2 separate regions of the Podarcis muralis genome follow, and region 2 is linked to region 1. A link is a contact called in public Hi-C data. All regions are on one chromosome and are shown on one strand. The core of a region is the stretch at or near the end of the contact, and the rest is flanking DNA. Distances in the headings are between cores, read along the strand shown. Region 1 holds the start of PDS5A (PDS5 cohesin associated factor A). Region 2 holds the start of LIAS (lipoic acid synthetase).

Region 1 (5,279 bases), core at 174-2,673:
TCCTCTACCGGCCCCTATCGGTCAGAAAACAAAAGTTCAGCGGAATAGAGGCGACTTTCCGAACCTTTTTTCCCCTTCCCTCCCCCATTTCTAAACCTCGATTCAAAAGAAGGCCCCTGTGTTTCGCAGCGGCGAGGCCCAGGGCTTAAAGTCCGCCTGACCGGGGTCTCCCCGGATCCCCACGCCAGGTCCAGCCCGGCGCTCTCCCTCCCTTCCCCTTTCATTGGGCGGCTGCTCCGAAGCCCAACACGATTACTTTGGCTGCCTCGCGGTTCACAATGAAATGTTAACATTTTTTAAAACAAAAAACAAAAAATAAAGAAAAGACGGAAAGATCGCCTCTCCGCGCCCGGGCGAGAAACGGGTCTGCGGAGAGGAGAGAAAAATAGAGCCGATCCCGAGACAGGCACTTCTTCCACCGAAGCCAGGAGGCGAGGCCTAAACAGTTAGGCCTCAAAACTATCAGGAGACGGGGAAGCCGACCGGAGGAGGAGGAGGAGGAAAGGGAGTCAGGCGGAGGGGGGACCCCGAAAACAACGCAGCCCCAGCCGGCCACCCCATATTCCCCCCGCCCAGCCAAATCTTAAAACTCTTTCCCTCCCTGGCCGGGCCTGGCCTCCCCGCCTCAGGGACGGCGCTGCTTCCCTCAGGGGAGGGCGCAGGCCACTCTCCATCCACTTCTCTCAACTTCCACCTCAGGACCCCCTCCTGCAGCCCCTCGCCTCGTGTGAACGCCCGCCTCCGGCCCAGAGGGTCTTCCCGGCTGGTCGAAACGCGCCACGCCGGCGGGGAGAGCCGGGGAGGAAGGCGATGAGCAAGCGGCGGCAGCGGCAGCAACAAGAGACCCGGACCCCAGGGGCGGCCGCCTCGCTCTCTGGCTCGCCCGCCCGCCTTTTTTTTTACCTCATGCAGCTCCGGAAGGTGCAGCATCGAGCGGCCTCCGGGGGCGGCTGGAGCCGTGGAGGGAGGCGCGGGAAGGGGCTGCCGCTCTCGCTCCGAAGACGACGACGACGGCCGGCGCCCTGCCTCGGCGACTCGCTCGCCTTCCCTCCCCCCACCGCGGCGGCGGCGGCGGCCTCAGTCCCGGCGGCGGCTGCTCAGGCTCTCAGGGAAGGAGGGCTCGGGCAGAGCGTGCGCCTGGCTCGGCCGCCTCGCCCGCGGGGAAGCAGCGCCGCTCCCTGGCCGGCCTGAGGAAGAGCAGCCCAGGAGGAGGAGGAGGAGGAGAGTCGGCCGCCGCCGCCCCCACTATACCGGCTTCTCCGAAAACCGCCTCGCGTTTCCGCGGAGCCTGAGGGAGCCCAAAGGTGTGCGGCTCTGCCTGTACCTACCCGCCGAAGTCCCATGCCGACGACCGGTTTGCCCTCACGGTTTGCTGCTCCCGGGTCGTGCGCGCGCGCGCTGGCGCCGAAGGCTGAGGCAACTCGTTTGGCGCCAAAACCAGGCGCTGCCGTGAGGCGGCCCGCAGCCCTGTAGGAATAGCTGGAGGGGCCAAGTGCGCCTCTTTTTTTAGATATATAAAAATTTATTTACTTGGTTTTCAGATTAAAGTCTTAAAATCACATAGCCAACATACAAGATTCCAAATAATCTCCTCCTCCCCTTTGTGGGTCCTATTGTTAATCATTTCTCTCACATCTTTTATGATGATCCAAATCTTTGACATCTCCCCTTATGTCCAAAATTCACAAGTGTTCCAGTCCCACTAACGGTTTTACGTGTTTACGATGGTTTTTAAGATAAATTATAAACTTTCCCCATTCCTTATTAAAATTTTGTTTCTTGTAAAAGTTGTTGCTTTTTCAACTCTTTCTTTCTTTTGATATGCATTTTGTTGGATGAAAAAGCCCCTCATCACTGCTTTACTTGCATCTCATACCACTTTCAAGTTTGTCTCCTGATTCAAGTTAATTTCAAAATAATCTCTTAATTTCCCCCCTTCTTTTTAAAATTTTGGTCTTCCTGATTTTTTATTCTTCCAGTCATTTTTGCCATTTCGCCATCATCCATCAACTTGATCTGCCATTTTTCTCTGGTCAGGTCTTTATCTTCTTTCCATCTCTGGGCCAATAACATCTGTGGTTGCATACATGAATAGTCTTTTCTGCTTACTTGCGATTTCAGGACCTTGGATTCCTAAAATAAAGGTTTCGGGTTTTAGAAAAAGTTATTTTCAAGTATGCCTCCTTTTTACCCCCAAAGTGTACTTTAAACAAGGTTGTGAAAGCATCGCTGACACGCTATGTTTCCGAGTGTCGCTGCTATATATGCTCTCCCTTAGTTGGGGTCAACTGAGCAGGATCCGGCCGTTTTCTCTCCTGAAAGCGGCTTTCTTATGCTTTGTTTTGTTTTTAAGGCTGCTGCAATATGTTATGTGCAGAGTGTGTGTGTCCCTGTGGAGCTCAGTGGGATTTATTCCAGAGTAAACCACTGAATCATGTTCAAGATGGAGGGCCATCCAATTGCCTCTGCAAATGCGACATTATTGCTTGTGTCCAATGCTAGGGCTAGTCTAGAATAGACCCGTTGAAATGGAGAGGCTTCATGGGCCCATCAGTTTGAATGCAGCTATTCTGAGTATAAAGTACTGTAGCTGAATATACCCCTATAGGTGTATGCACTATATACCTCTATATAAGGTAAAGGTACCCCTGCCCGTACGGGCCAGCCTTGACAGACTCTGGGGTTGTGCGCCCATCTCACTCAAGAGGCCGGGGGCCAGCGCTGTCCGCAGACACTTCCGGGTCACGTGGCCAGCGTGACAAGCTGCATCCGGCGAGCCAGCGCAGCACATGGAACGCCGTTTACCTTCCCGCTGGTAAGTGGTCCCTATAGGTTGGCAGGCGCTGGGACCGAGCAACGGGAGCGCACCCCGCCACGGGGATTCGAACCGCCGACCTTTCATCGGCAAGCCCTAGGCGCTGAGGCTTTTACCCACAGCGCCACCCGCGTCCCATATACCTCTATATACACCCAGTTGAATACACGAAGGGAGATGGAGGCATAATAAAATGAACTCAGTATTCAGGCAAGAATGTTACTTGCCCCAAAATGAAAAGAAGCAGATGTCCAGCAAAGGAAGTATGGATACAAAAACTTATGGAATATGCAGAAATAGCGAAAATGACTGGAAGAATAAGAAATCAAGATAACTTTTTTATATATAAAAGAATGGAAATGGTTTATTGAATATTTACAGATAAATCGTAAAGAGATAAAAACATTGGCAGGATTCTTGTAATAACCTGCGGTTTCATAAGAGTATATATTTAAAGAAGATGAGTAAATGAGCAAATTAAGTTAATTTGGATATGCAGAAGATATTAAAAATAAATTTAAGGAACCGCAGAAAGAGGGGGAAGGAAGTCAAGTTTTGAAATGTCAAAATGATTGTAAAATTAGTGAAATGTAGAAATGTATAAACTTGAAAATTATTTTTTTTTAAAAAAAAAAAAGACCTGTGGGGGGGAAAATGAACTCAATATTCAAAGCTTATAGATGTGCATCATTTTGAAACTCACATTATAATTTATGCACACAAAAAGGAGAGGATATAAAGATTTGAAGCACCAAAGATCAAAGCCGAACGCACTAGCAAAATTGAATTCTTAAGGTTAGGATTTAGAATGGTTTCTTGAAGATCCATAAAGTCAATTCCTTCCCGGAGTTTCAATGAGTTTTCTACACGATTGCCTTCACTCTGATCCTTTGAAGGTGAAATTGTGGCACCGCATCTGGGCTGCTCTAAATTGTGATGTTCAATCCAGATACAAACTGAGTGGGGAATTAGGTTGTATGGAACACTTACTAATGGATAGTTTATTTAGGATCTGTATGCAATTTTCCTGTTAGATTTAAGATTGTGACTGATTTGGGGCATCTTGGAATCCACAGTGTTTTTATAGGGAGAAGCTGGCTTGTTCAGATGGACGCTGACAATGTAATGATAATGTATATTATGTGTGTATTATGTTCGTGTCTCCCTTTTGGTCAGAAATTGTCCTTACAGTGGTACCTCAGGTTAAGTACTTAATTCGTTCCGTAGGTCCATTCTTAACCTGAAACTGTTCTTAACCTGAAGCACCACTTTAGCTAACGGGGCCTCCTGCTGCCACCGCGCCGCCAGAGCATAATTTCTGTTGTTATCCTGAAGCAAAGTTCTTAACCTGAAGCACTATTTCTGGGTTAGCGGAGTCTGTAACCTGAGGCGTATGTAACCTGAGGTACCACTGTACTAACTTTGTTTTGGAAAAATTCTTATTTTGAGATGTTCACGTACTTTTAAATTATATTCCTGTGATGTGGGGTCCAACAGACGGACAGCAAAAGTGGATCCCGTATGTAAGCCCTCATGGTTGCATATATAAACGTACTTCCAGCTTGGAAGGACAAACACCCACCATTCATTAGTTAGTGGTCTGAAGATTTAACACATCTAAACTACTAATAACAGGTAACATCACAATAATACAAACACAAGGACCATCAGATGCAAACTCTGTTCTCACCTTCATTTTGGCAATATTAAATCTAAAAGAATCACCCAGAACATCAGGAACTCATTTACCCACTCATCTTCCAAACTGTGATGCTGGCAGTTTTGTTTTGTTTTTTTACGTAAGGTTAGATTTGTAAGTGTGCTTAAAAAAAACTACCATCAGGGCTCATATTGGCTTTCGTATTAATAACTACCCCTTAAAACATTTCCCCTTCACGCTATCTTATGAAATCTATGGAGATAACCACATTGGGAGGGAGAAATGTAACTTCCTCCATTTGTTTTGCAGCACAATTTTGTGTCATTCCACATGTAACTGACCAGCCTGCAGTTTATCTCTTATTCAGGTTCTGATTTTAAAATATGGTTTTCACACGTGTTGCAGTAAATTCTATTGAACGTTCATAGCACACACACCTTATGGAAAATAAATCCAATCTGCCTATTACTTGTTTTCTGTTTGCCAGGAGCAGCTTTGGAAATGACAATCAATTGATAGGAAGAGAAATAGCTGCAACTGCAACTGTGGGATGTGTGTATGTGAAGTTCCTTCTTCATTCTTAAACTGATTAAAAATCTAATTGGCAAGACAAAGAGAAGATTGATTATGTGAATATGTTTGATTAAAAAACGTTTTTGGTGTGGATTAGTACATTATTTGTCCATGAATGATTTACAAGTTGGTGATGAGGGGAACAAGAATGGATTAATACTGCTGTTGAATATTTTTTTGTATTTAATGGGTGAAAGAGTTTATTAGTTCAACTGAATATTAATTCATTTT
Region 2 (5,445 bases), core at 2,782-5,281, 170 kb before region 1:
TCTGTTACCCCACCATTTGTCAACACGCAGCTACGGAAATGAAAAAAACAACGAAGTGTATAAAAACAGGCTGCTCATTTCCAAGTATAAAACAAGTTTTCCATGTAAACATTACAAGAATTAAGTTTTATTAGATTAATGAATTTCCACACCAGCAAATATGATTATTTCCAATTTCTATAGACTGGTATTTATCAAATGATCAAGTAGTACTGCTATCCTCAACTGCCAAGTCAACATTGCTACATGTGTTTCTTGTATCAGCAACACACACATACGGTTTTAAAGGAAGTGCTACTACTTTAGAGAAACTGAGGCCAAGTTCACACAAGACATTAACTGCTTCATATAATTACCTTCATCTGATGCAACACCCAGCACTTTAACAGCAGCTGTATTTTGTATTTTAATGTAATTACTCGGTTCACACATTATAGTATCTGTAGGAATGAATGCCCAGGGATGGTCAGGACTAATTACGTGGAGAACACATCTTATGTGAACTAGTTCAGAGTTTCTTTAAATTTTTTTATAGAGAGCAGCAAGCCTCAATGACTGTCTTTATTCAACTGTGTAGTCAGCTATACAAAATATTGCAGTGTGGAGTGCTCCTGTTCAGGATTCTAGACTAACAGTGATATAGTCTTTCTAGAATATTAAATTTCCACCGCCGCCACCTTTTTCCCTAACTGTTGTTGTTGGCATCTGTATGTCTCAAGAGGCAATGGAGTGTACCTACAGGGGTGAAGTCAAACCACTGGAGAATCACAGTGCTTGTTGTGGCTGTGGAGAGCAGTAACTCGTAACTGCTGCTTCTCACGTTGTTTTCACTCCTGAAACCATTCTCATGAAAGCCGCAAGACAGTGGAGGTTAAGGGCCAGGCTGTTCCTTCTCCTAGATAGGTACCTTCCTAGGTTGATGAGCTCCACCTGCCCCTCATTTCCCTCTACAGCACATGCAGTAAGTGCCTCTTTGACCACTGGATCCTCATTGGTACCCAGCCTCTGAGGCTCCCCCCCCCCATAGAAAACTAGTCGTACCTTGGTTTTCGAACAGCTGTTCCCTAACGTCACAAACCCGGAAGTGACGGTTACAGTTTGCAAACTATTTTTGGAAGCTGAACGTCCGATGGGGCTTCTGATTGGCTGCAGGAGCTTTCTGCAGCCAATCAGAAGCTGCACTTTGGTGTCCGAATGTTCAAATGGACTTCCGGAATGGATTCCGTTCGACTTCCAAGGTACAACTGTACTGCAAACTTTGGAGTTGCTGCCATAGGTCCCTCTCGTGTATGGAGCTACTGTTTTGGCTATGTCGGGACTCACATTTGGAGTACAAGTGGACTACTGTCAGTACACTTTGCCTCCCATATAATGGGAGTAATACACAAATATTTTAACATTCTGAAAAGTGAATGGTGCGTATTCACTGCCAAGAGCCATGTCCTGTTAATTACAATGAAAACTAAAATTCAGTGAACAATAAACCAAAGACAAAATACCTTTGACATTTGCTAATAGAAGAAAGGCTAACTCACGGCTCCAAATTATTCTTAATTAAAACACAACAATTCACAGAGATTGGGAACCAGTTGGCATGTGTTAGTATTGCTTCAATTTATTAATAGCTCTAATAGCACCAAATGTCTTGATCTAGTCCACTGCCTATCATCATAGTTTATTTTAACATGAATCAGCCACAAGCATTTTTGCACCTGAAACAAAAAACGGGGGACTCATTTTTCTTGCAGACTAACTGGCTGTGCTGTAGGATGCAACAACGTCCTCTGGAAATCTCACACTTGAAACATCATATGCAAGAGGTTCATTTATCAGAAAAAAACACCCAAAAGTACCCTTTGTCTCCATAAACTGCTTAGAAACCTCTGTAAATAAGTACATATGGATCTTAAATAAGTGCATGTTTCACTTTCAAAAAGTTAAGATTACATGTTTTACAGTACACAGGTCTGCTCCAAAGCACTGAAAAACAGTAAACAGATACTAAGCCTTTCTGCCTGCCACTTTCCCTGTGCAACTCTCCCAAAGAAAAGCAGCTCGGAGATGAAGTTTGTAAAGAAAAAAATTGGAAAGGAAAGGATTAAGTCCCTCCTCCCACCTACTGGTTTTCCACAGCCAACTGCCCCCTTGGTGCAGTGCTTCACAAACTGACACATCTACCAGCAAACGTGAAATTCTAGCCATAGAACCCAGCAACCATTACTGAGAATACAAAGCTAACATGGAATCTGAAAACATTGCAGAGGGCCAACAGCTTCCCTTGTCAGCAGAAACATGATATACAGTACCGCTCACAATACCCACAAATTGCTCACCTTCTTGCGTTTCTTTCCCAAGAGAGAGAGTTCCACATTGATATGATTAAAGTCCCTTCGCAGGGTTCCTCTGGGGCCCTTGACAATAACTGTCCGTCCCTTCAAACGAACCTCGACTGGATGAAGATAATTAAACATTAGCACAACATACAGCAACTTCAAGTGATAAGAACATTAAAGATTTTGGGGTATTGGGGGGGGTGTGAGGCAGTACCAAAAGTAAAAACATCCAAGTGGATGCACATACCTTTTTCTGGGATGTCGACCGTCTGGTTACTGAGAATGGTCTTCATTTTAAATCTAACAGGAAAAGCAAAATGAAAAACTTCAGGTTTAACATGATACTGATATCACCTGGACCACACCCTTTGCAACACCCTTGTGTTGTGGCTTTAACATCAATTTAGATCAGTGGTGTCCAAACTTTTTTCAAAGAGGGACAAATTTGATGAAGTGAAAGGCTGTGAGGGCCAACCAAAGTTGTTAGGATTTTTACCCCGAAGTTGTTGAGCTTTGGATTGAAGTTGTTTAGGTTCTTTTAGAATTTTACCCCAGGAAACAAACTGCCACAGAGCACCCCCAAAACGGAGAAATATTACTAAAACTATTATGATCAACTGCATTGGCCCCGCAAAAGATTTAACCCAGAGCTTTCCAAACTTTTCACGCTGGTTTCACACTTTTTAGACATGCATCATTTTGTGACAATGTAATTCAGTTTTACTAGCAAACTGGAGGTTAAGCCAACCCCTTTCCATCGCTGGAATGAGTGCAGGGAGCGTTCGTGCGACACACCAACACACTGCAGCTAACACACTAATTTGTTAAGACAGTGCTTGGAAAGTTCTGCTTTAACCAATACTTCCCCCTGCCACCATCACTTCCCACTCCTATTACCAATCTCAAAGGCCATATAAAAAGCATGCTCCTCTTCACACAGTGCTTATACCAGGGGTGGCTAAGCTGTGGCACTCCAGATGTTACTAGCATGTCCAATGGCAAGAGATAATAATGAGAAGTGCAGCAACATTCAGACAGCCACCCTGGCTTAAACTTTTCCTAGGCCTAGCGAGAACTCCCTGGCATGACAAAAAAACCCCACTATATATTATTGCAGAAGGCAGGAAGCAAAACCGGCACTTTCAGCTCTGGGAAACCTTAAAGTAACGCTGCTGAAGCAGAGAGCCTGCAGCCTTTCTTGGCCTTGGGTCCCTAGACCTCGTTGAACTACAACTCCCATAATTCCCAGCCAGCACAGCCAGTGGAGAAGCGTGACGGGACTTGTAATCCAACATAAAAAGCAAGGTTGAGAAAGCAGCCGTGCAATTTTGCGCTGAAATAATCTCTGCCACGAAAGCAGCCTTCTTAGGGGCGCGCCGTAAAAACGAGGACCCCCCCCCCGCTTCACCCGGCATCAGTTTACGCAGGCGCACACGAAGCCGGGGCGCGCGAGAGAGACCAAAGCCGTTGAGGGGAAGGGGGGGCGGCTGCTTCTAGGCCTCCCTCTCAGGAGCCCCCGCCGAACCCAACCTCGGAGCGACGCCCGTTTCATTCTCTGAGCCCTGCCCGCGGCCTCCGCGGGGCGCTCGGGGCAAGAGGCAGCCGCGGCGCCCCGGATGGAACCGGATACCGCCCCTCACCTCGCCAGGAAAAAAGAAAGCCGGGCCTCACCTCCTTGTTCGCGGAGAGGAGGAAAGGAAGAGCGTCGTACGTCACCACGGTCTTGAACCCCGTGCGGCGTGACGCCAGCGCGTTCCGCGGGGTGGGGCGTCAAGGCGCCGGAAGGCGACAGCAATCGTCTCCGAGCCCAAACGGCAGGAGGAAAGGGGAAGGTAGGCGAGCGCCGAGTACATCGAGCCTGAGGAAGGAGTCGGGGTCGAGACGACATGGCTCTGCTCCACCTAGGCTTCCCCCGGGAGAACCTGAGGAGGCTGACGTCACTGGGGAGGCTGGTGAGCATATGGGGGGGAGGAGGGATAGGCTTGTGTGTAGCCCTTTTCCCTGGTACCTTCCCTCTGGGAGAATCCCTGCCCCCAATATTATCATTTATTTACTTGCTAATGGCATTTATAGGCCACTTTTAACACCCCCCCCCAGGAGCGGAAGGCGGTTTGCGTGGTTCCCCTCCTCGCACATCAACCCTGCGAGGTAGGCTAGGCGAAGGAGCGATTAGTCATTGGCCCGCAAGGTCGCCCCCAGCGAGCTTCACCGCCGAGTGGGGATTCGAACCCTGGTCTTAATAATAATAATAATAATAATAATAATAATAATAATAATAATAATTTATACCCCGCTCATCTGGCTAGGTTTCCGCAGCCACGCTGGGCGGCTCCCAACAAAACACTAAAAACACAATAAAACATCAAACATTAAAAGCTTCCCAAGAAACCAGAAGCATTCCTCCTAGGAATTCTAGATCAAGATTTAAAAAAAGAAAAATGGAAATTATGTATGCAACAACAGCGGCAAGAATTATATTAGCACAAGCTTGGAAGACAGAAGAAATAACAGCAACAACAACAACAACAACAATAATAATTTATTATTTCTACCCCGCCCATCTGGCTGGGTTTCCCCAGCCACTCTGGGCGGCTTCCAACAAAACACTAAAATACAATGACCTATTAAACTGAAAGCTTCCCTAAACAGGGCTGCCTTCAGTGAAATACCAACAAAAGAACAATGGCAAGGGAAACTTATGGAATATGCAGAACTGGCAAAATTAACAGATAAATTACATGAAAAGGATAACAAAGATTTTAAAAGAGAATGGGAATCATTTACAACATATATGAAGAGACATCATAAAGAATTGGACTCACTGGCAGGGTTTGAATAAACAAAAACAATTGTATATAACAAAAAGTAAGACTATATGTATTGGGAAAATTTTGAGAAACAACACGGAGGGTGAGTAATTTGGAAATAAAACAAAATGGGAATATGAGGGAAGTCCAGGTGAGGGGGGAATATGGAAAATTGTTAGAGAATATTGTTAGAGGATCTATACATGGAAAAACCAATAATTATTATTTTTTTTTAAAAAACTTCCTTAAACAGGGCTCCCTTCAGATGTCTTCTAAAAGTCAGATAGTTGTTCATTTCCTTGACA

What was found. Hi-C and Micro-C count contacts between places; a contact is called where the count stands out from the background.
Region 2: a contact with region 1 is called in a Hi-C map of tail, with 2.8 times the contacts expected there. The contact joins the promoter of LIAS here to the promoter of PDS5A in region 1. A contact is called at or near these places in 2 of 3 Hi-C or Micro-C datasets (blood and tail).

The regions. Positions count from the first base shown.
Region 1 is chr9:60,644,978-60,650,256 of rPodMur119.hap1.1, reverse strand. It overlaps PDS5A (PDS5 cohesin associated factor A), which reads right to left and starts at 1,423. Exons shown (of 34, transcript XM_077934377.1): 1 at 1,329-1,423; 2 at 1-14. The coding sequence starts at 1,343.
Region 2 is chr9:60,814,536-60,819,980 of rPodMur119.hap1.1, reverse strand. LIAS (lipoic acid synthetase) reads left to right here and starts at 4,031. Exons shown (of 11, transcript XM_077934381.1): 1 at 4,031-4,165. It overlaps RPL9 (ribosomal protein L9), which reads right to left and starts at 4,100. Exons shown (of 8, transcript XM_028745257.2): 1 at 4,005-4,100; 2 at 2,581-2,633; 3 at 2,334-2,449; 4 at 1-30. The coding sequence starts at 2,626.